Regions from separate parts of the Rattus norvegicus genome. Here region 2 is linked to region 1. Evidence: chromatin contacts called from public HiChIP or PLAC-seq data. All regions are on one chromosome and are shown on one strand. Each heading gives the region's core, a stretch centred on a gene start, on an enhancer-like site or on the middle of the called end of the contact. The rest is flanking DNA. Distances are from core to core; before and after follow the strand shown. Region 1 holds the start of Spats1 (spermatogenesis associated, serine-rich 1). Region 2 holds the start of Cdc5l (cell division cycle 5-like).

Evidence for each region. HiChIP or PLAC-seq counts read pairs in DNA pulled down with a chosen protein or histone mark.
Region 2: an H3K27ac HiChIP or PLAC-seq map of oligodendrocytes shows a contact between it and region 1, with 3 times the contacts expected there. The contact joins the promoter of Cdc5l here to the promoter of Spats1 in region 1. A contact is called at or near these places in 1 of 12 Hi-C or Micro-C datasets (Schwann cells) and 1 of 1 datasets of contacts at active chromatin or transcription factors (oligodendrocytes).

What each region holds. Positions count from the first base shown.
Region 1 is chr9:23,023,202-23,026,139 of GRCr8, reverse strand. It overlaps Spats1 (spermatogenesis associated, serine-rich 1), which reads right to left and starts at 1,531. Exons shown (of 8, transcript NM_181376.3): 1 at 1,450-1,531. The coding sequence starts at 1,465.
Region 2 is chr9:23,061,036-23,063,973 of GRCr8, reverse strand. Cdc5l (cell division cycle 5-like) reads right to left here and starts at 1,577. Exons shown (of 16, transcript NM_053527.2): 1 at 1,428-1,577. The coding sequence starts at 1,472.

The DNA of each region.
Region 1 (2,938 bases), core at 282-2,781:
GACTCTAGGGCAAAGCCCAGCCTCCGAGTTTATTAAACAAAGCACCAGGCAGCTCGAGCCTCTGGCTCCCTCTACTCATTCATGACATACTTCCCAGCTGTTAAAAGTTCCAGGCAACAAGACATTCAGATCTCAGCCTTGTCTTATTGGGACAGGGTCTCGTGCAGACTAGACTGGCCTCAAAGTTGCTCTATAACTGAGGATGACCTTGAACACTGCAATCCTCGTGCCTCTCCCCCGGGTGCTAGCATTGAGATGTGAGCGTGCCAGCTTGGCTCCTCCTTCCGATGGAGTCTCTTCCTGGTCAGATCTCGAATGTAGACGTGAGCTCATTGTGTCTCCCCTAACTAGTTGCTTTAGCTTGAATCTGCATTTAGCTCCCAGCCTGTCACACTGTTGGGAGATGGTGGGACTTTTTGGAAAGTCAGAGGTCATGGAGGTGGAAAGAGTTAGAACCCTCGTTGCTCTTGCAGAGGGCTGGATTTCTATTCTCAGCACCCACATGGTGGTCCATAACTCCAGTTCCAGGGAATCCAATGCCCTCTCCTAACTTTTGCACAAACACAGTACACATACGCACACAGGCAGGCAAAATATGCATATATCTAAAATAAAGACAATTTTTAAAAAAATTAAGAGGTCTTGAGTCATTGGGGGTGCCTCTGAGTGAAAAAGCAGGACAACAGCCCCCCCTTTTTCTCTTCATTATTTCTTAACTAAGAGGGAGATGCTTTGATCTGACACATGATTGCCAATATGATATGCCAATATGATATGCCACCAGAGGGACCATGAACATGAGCCACACGTGGAATGACAGGGGCCTGTGATCCCGGTATTTGGCAGGGTGTGGAGAATTCCAGGCTACTCTGGGCAACATATGGAGTAGCAGTGCTCAACCTTAAAAAAAAAAAGAAAAAGAAAAAAAAGAAAACCACAAAACCTATAAACCTATGAGTCCAATAAACCTTTTCTCTCCATAAGCTTATAACGCCCACCCAACACTTTTGATTCCTCAATTGTATTTCTTTTCCACCTTGGCCATGCCCAAATCGCTTTTCTCTGGACACTTCAGCAGCTCTCCAGTACAGGCCGCTCTTGAGAGACAGAGGGAGGTTGGCCATAGGGATTGCCATTTCAAGTACCCATGGGCTCACCGGTGCACACGGTGATTTTAACCGTGAAAAGCAATCGGACCCAAGACGTGCTTGTTAAAAAGGCTACCATTCAAAACCAGCATACCCCACAAGTCATTGAAATTGAAGAGGCAGAGCAAGGGGGAACCCTAAATCTCGCTGGTCCCCCTAGAGGTCTTCATGGTTTGAATGCCAAGCCCACTCCCCCTCCTCCGGACTCAGGCTCCAGAGAGTACTCGCTCCGCCCCACCCTTGAGTCTCCTTTCCACCTCTGAGTGCCACCCTACTTCCCTGGGGGAAACCTTTCATCTACCCTTGGAGGACTCCATTGCGGATACGGCCCAGATCAACGCACCAACGGGCAGCGGAACTGCCGAATGCCCGGAGGCAAAGCGAAAGCAAGGGCCGCTACTACCGCCTGCAAGGCTCGGTCCAGGGTTGCCAGGACAACGCGCCACTTCCCGCGAGCTGGCGCGCTACTCTGGACGCACCAATCTTCCAGCATCCGGAGCTCTGGCCCGGGTTGAGGATGGGGGTCTCAGACCTAAGAGCTGCAGAGCCTCAGGATTTTGTTACAGTTTGTGTCTCTTTTCCAACATCTGTCGTTGCTACTTCTGTAAACCTCGGGTGGCCATGAGCGATGCACCCTCTATAAAGCTTGCAGATATCGGTGTAGAATTGGCATCCTGATGAGGCAGGACTCACCCACCACTTACAGCGCCTTTTTCTGGGCCAGGCGCCCTGCTGGATGCTGTCTTCCCTCAACAGCCAGCTGCATTTTTCAAAATAGAAAACTGACTTGGAGCAAAGACTCGTTCAAGGTCATCCAGAGAACGGATTCACTCCCAAGTTCCACCTTACAAAGCTAGCATTCTTTCCATGGTATAGATTGAAATTTATCTTTCTAACCCTCTCCCTAATAAATCGCGCATAGAAACGCCCCCCAGCTTCCCCCCCCCCGAAGTTTAGTCTCTAAATTTATGTTATGTAGTTTCTCCTATGGTTAAGTAGAAAAAAAAATACAGATCTTTAATTAATTTAAATACTCATATTTATTTGTGTGCTGTATGCACGTGCGTGCACACGTGTTGGGAGGGTGAGGTTGTGGCAGCCAGAATTCAATGTCAGGTGTCTTCCTCCATTGCTCTCTGCCTTATTCTTTTGAAATAAGGTTCTCGATGAACACGGAGTTCACTGCTACAGCTGCACTGGCAAGGAGTCCCAGGATATCTACCTATCTCTGCCCCACCCGCTTATAAACATATCACGTGACTTTTAGTGGGTTCCAGGGCTCGAACTCAGGTCCCCGAGCTTGTGCAGCAAGCGCTTTACCCACTGAACCCTCTCGCAGAGTGGTTCTGTTTTTAATAATTTCATTGATTGTAAAAGAAACAGCAGAAAGGCTGTAAAGATCTCGAAACTGAGCTAGCCAAACATTGCACAGAGGAGGTGCTCCCCAGGCCACGCCCCTTACTGAGGAGTTATCCAATAGTAGACAGCCACTGGGGTTATAAACAGACGCCAGAGCTGGAGCATTCACTTTTGTTCTTTTTTTTTTTTTTTTTTTCTTCTTTCGGAGCTGGGGACTGAACCCAGGGCCTTGTGCTTGCTAGGCAAGCGTTCTACCACTGAGCTAAATCCCCAACCCCAGGAGCATTCACTTTTAATGCCAGCACACTCTGGAGGCAAAGGCAGGTGGGTCTGTGAGCTTAAAGCCAGCCTGGTCTACAGAGCGAGTCCTACGACAGCCAGAACTACACGGAGAAACTGTGTCTCAGAAAGAAAGAGAAGATGGTAATGGC
Region 2 (2,938 bases), core at 328-2,827, 38 kb before region 1:
CATGGCAGTACACACCTGTAATCCCAGCCCTGGAGAGGTAGAGGCAGGAGGGTCACAAATTACCAGTCACTCTCATCTACATAAGAAGCTCAAAGCCAATCTGAGCTACATGAGACCCTATCTCAAACACACACACACACCCCTCTGCAGGGTTTTGACCACTGCTGTAACTTAAATTTTTGTGATTCTACTTCTTCCTCAGAAATCACCTCTTCCAAGTTTAAATAGCCTGGGTGCATGCAAGACCCTTTTTAGTACCTCCATTTGTAAAGTTTTTCAGCACATCTTCAACCAAATACATGTGGCAGGTCCCTATCCTACAAGATTCATTCCCAAACACCACCAAGCAGCCTGCTTCATACTAGCAGACCAAAGCCTGGTCCTTCTGCACTGCTGTCTGATGAGGACAACAGCAATTCAACTTTACTGAAAGCCTACTAATGTGCCCAGCTGTGTTTGAAATATTCCAAACTGCCAACTCATTTCAAGAGCTCAAACACTATTATGTGTCTTATAAAAATGAGTAAACTGAGGCTCTGAGAAGTTAAACTCCGCCAGAACCACACAGAAGTGCCTGCGACAACAAAATGAGCTGTAGCGAATGAAAAATAGGTGCCACAAACCCACTAAACAACCAACTCTCAACGGGACGGCTTATGGGCAAGGACTCCAAGAAGTGTTCTCAGCTAAGTTTGGAGGAGACTCAGAAAGATGCCAAGCAATAAGAAGCTATCTCAAGAAGGTACGAGACGTAAAGGTACTCCTACATTCAGCGCATCCGATTAAATACACGTTCATTTCATTTCTTTTATTTCCTTTCTTCTCCCGTTCCGCTCACCGTGACATTATCTACTACATTTCTGGAAGCAAACACCACCCTATACTGGCTTCTATCCCAGCAAGGGTGGCGTGACTGGAAGGTAAGAGAAAGGACCTTGGGAATCTGCAGAACGGACAGACTATGCCCGGGGACCAGATAAGCAGAGAGGTGCAGACGTAAACGCGCCGCCTGCCCCCGCTAAGTAAGTCACTGAAAAACAAAGTTGCGGTCACAGCGCTTCGCTCTGCTAGAACTGACAAAGGAAGGAGCTGGAGAAAAACTAGGCTTCCGCGGGGGTCCCGTCGGAGCCGCCACAGGGTTGCAGGGGAGAGGAGGGGGCGCGTCCCTAACTGAACAAATAAGTGTTCAAGGGCCTAGCAGATGCCAGGCGGGGAGCGCCGACCGACAAGTCGTGACCTCGTTCCCGAGGTTGAGCCAGGTGACCCGCATCCGCACCCACGCATGGCAAGGGTCTCCCGGGTCCGCAGAGTCGCGGCCCCCCACGCAGACCCCCGCGGGACAGCCAAGGCTCCCGGAGCTGTCCGCGCGTGCGCACTCGCTACCGGACCCGGCGGAGGGCTGCGGACGGCGGGAAAAGCTGCCTCACCTCCGTATTCCTCCACACGCCCCCTTTGATCATAATCCGGGGCATCTTGGCGGCGGAGTGTCCCGGCAAGCGGCCGAGTGGAGCTTCGAGAAAGTAGTAACGGCGCTTCGGTCACGGGACGCAAAGAGGCCACTTCCTCCAAGAGCGACCTTCTGCTTTGATGAGATCTGCGCAGGCGCGGCGTGAGCAGCCCCCGGTAAATCTCGCGAGATCTTAGAGGCCGAAGGCGAAAGACGCGGCCTATTTTGGAACCTTAACACTGACGGAAAATTATCAAACCGTAGAGGCCAAAGCGCCCGACGTCGCGCGCAGGTCCCAGACAGGTTGGAGGAAAACAAAACTCTCGCGAGATGCCAGAGGTGGAACTTGGCCGGCAACGCGTGAAGGGATTGGTCCCGAAGTCACGGGGGGGCGGTACAGGGGGAGGGGGGTAGGGAAGTCAGGGGTGTGGCGTTCCGCACCACGCTAGATCGGATGGGAGCTTTGTTAGTTTATTTAACGGAGCGCCCCGCTGGCATCTAAGCGACAAGAACTTCGCGGAGGCCTCAGGGAGATGCAATAGGGTGAGTCTGTTCTCTTCTGGGAACTACAACCCGCAGTGCCAAGTGCCGAGGATGCTGAACAGATTCAAGGTCCTAACTGTACCCTGAGAGACGCGACTGCTCTCCCGAAGTGTTCTTTATCCTTCCTAGAAGAGCCGCGCAAACTTCACCTCAGCCCCCGAGGAGTTCACGAAGGTGCGCCCTAGGAGCCCTCAAAGTGTCGCGCTCGCGGGTTTCACTCATACCTCACTGGTGGGTCTCTGTGGAACAAACTCGGCGGGTTGAGGGAGACTTGCCCCTGGGATCCTGCGGCGGCGTCATCTGAAGAGTGGAACTAAGGGCGAACTCTTGTTCATAAAATCGGAGGACAGCTGCGACTTCATAAACACTCGGTGAGGTGGAACCTGTCAAACTCTCCGCTATCTCCTCTCCCTCTCTCCCACGCAGACTATTCACTATTCCAGAGCAATTACTTGGTGCCACCCCAGGTCCCTAGGGAAAGATTTTATTCCATGCATAGCGGCTCTGCAGTGGTTCATTGCCATTGTCTGTGCTTCTCTTTGCCTCTTCTCGAAGACATGACGAATTTTCCGATTCGATTTTTGTTATTATTTTTCTCTTGAAATAGGAAATTGCACCAAAATATCACGGCTTTCAGTAGAGAGGAGGGAGGTGATGTAGTATTATGAAAAACACTTGGGTTTAGTGACCTACAATCTCACTTCACTTTTTTTTTAAAGGTTTATTTATTCTATATAAGTATACTGTCACTGTCTTCAGACACACCAGAAGAGGGCATCAGATCTCATTACAGATGGTTGTGAGCCACCATGTGGTTACTGGGAATTGAACTCAGGACCTCTGGAAGAGCAGTCAGTGCACTTAACCACTGAGCCATCTCTCCAGCTGCAACTGTGGGTTTATCAGGACTCTTGATTAAAATAATGGAAAGCTAACTCCAATCCAAAG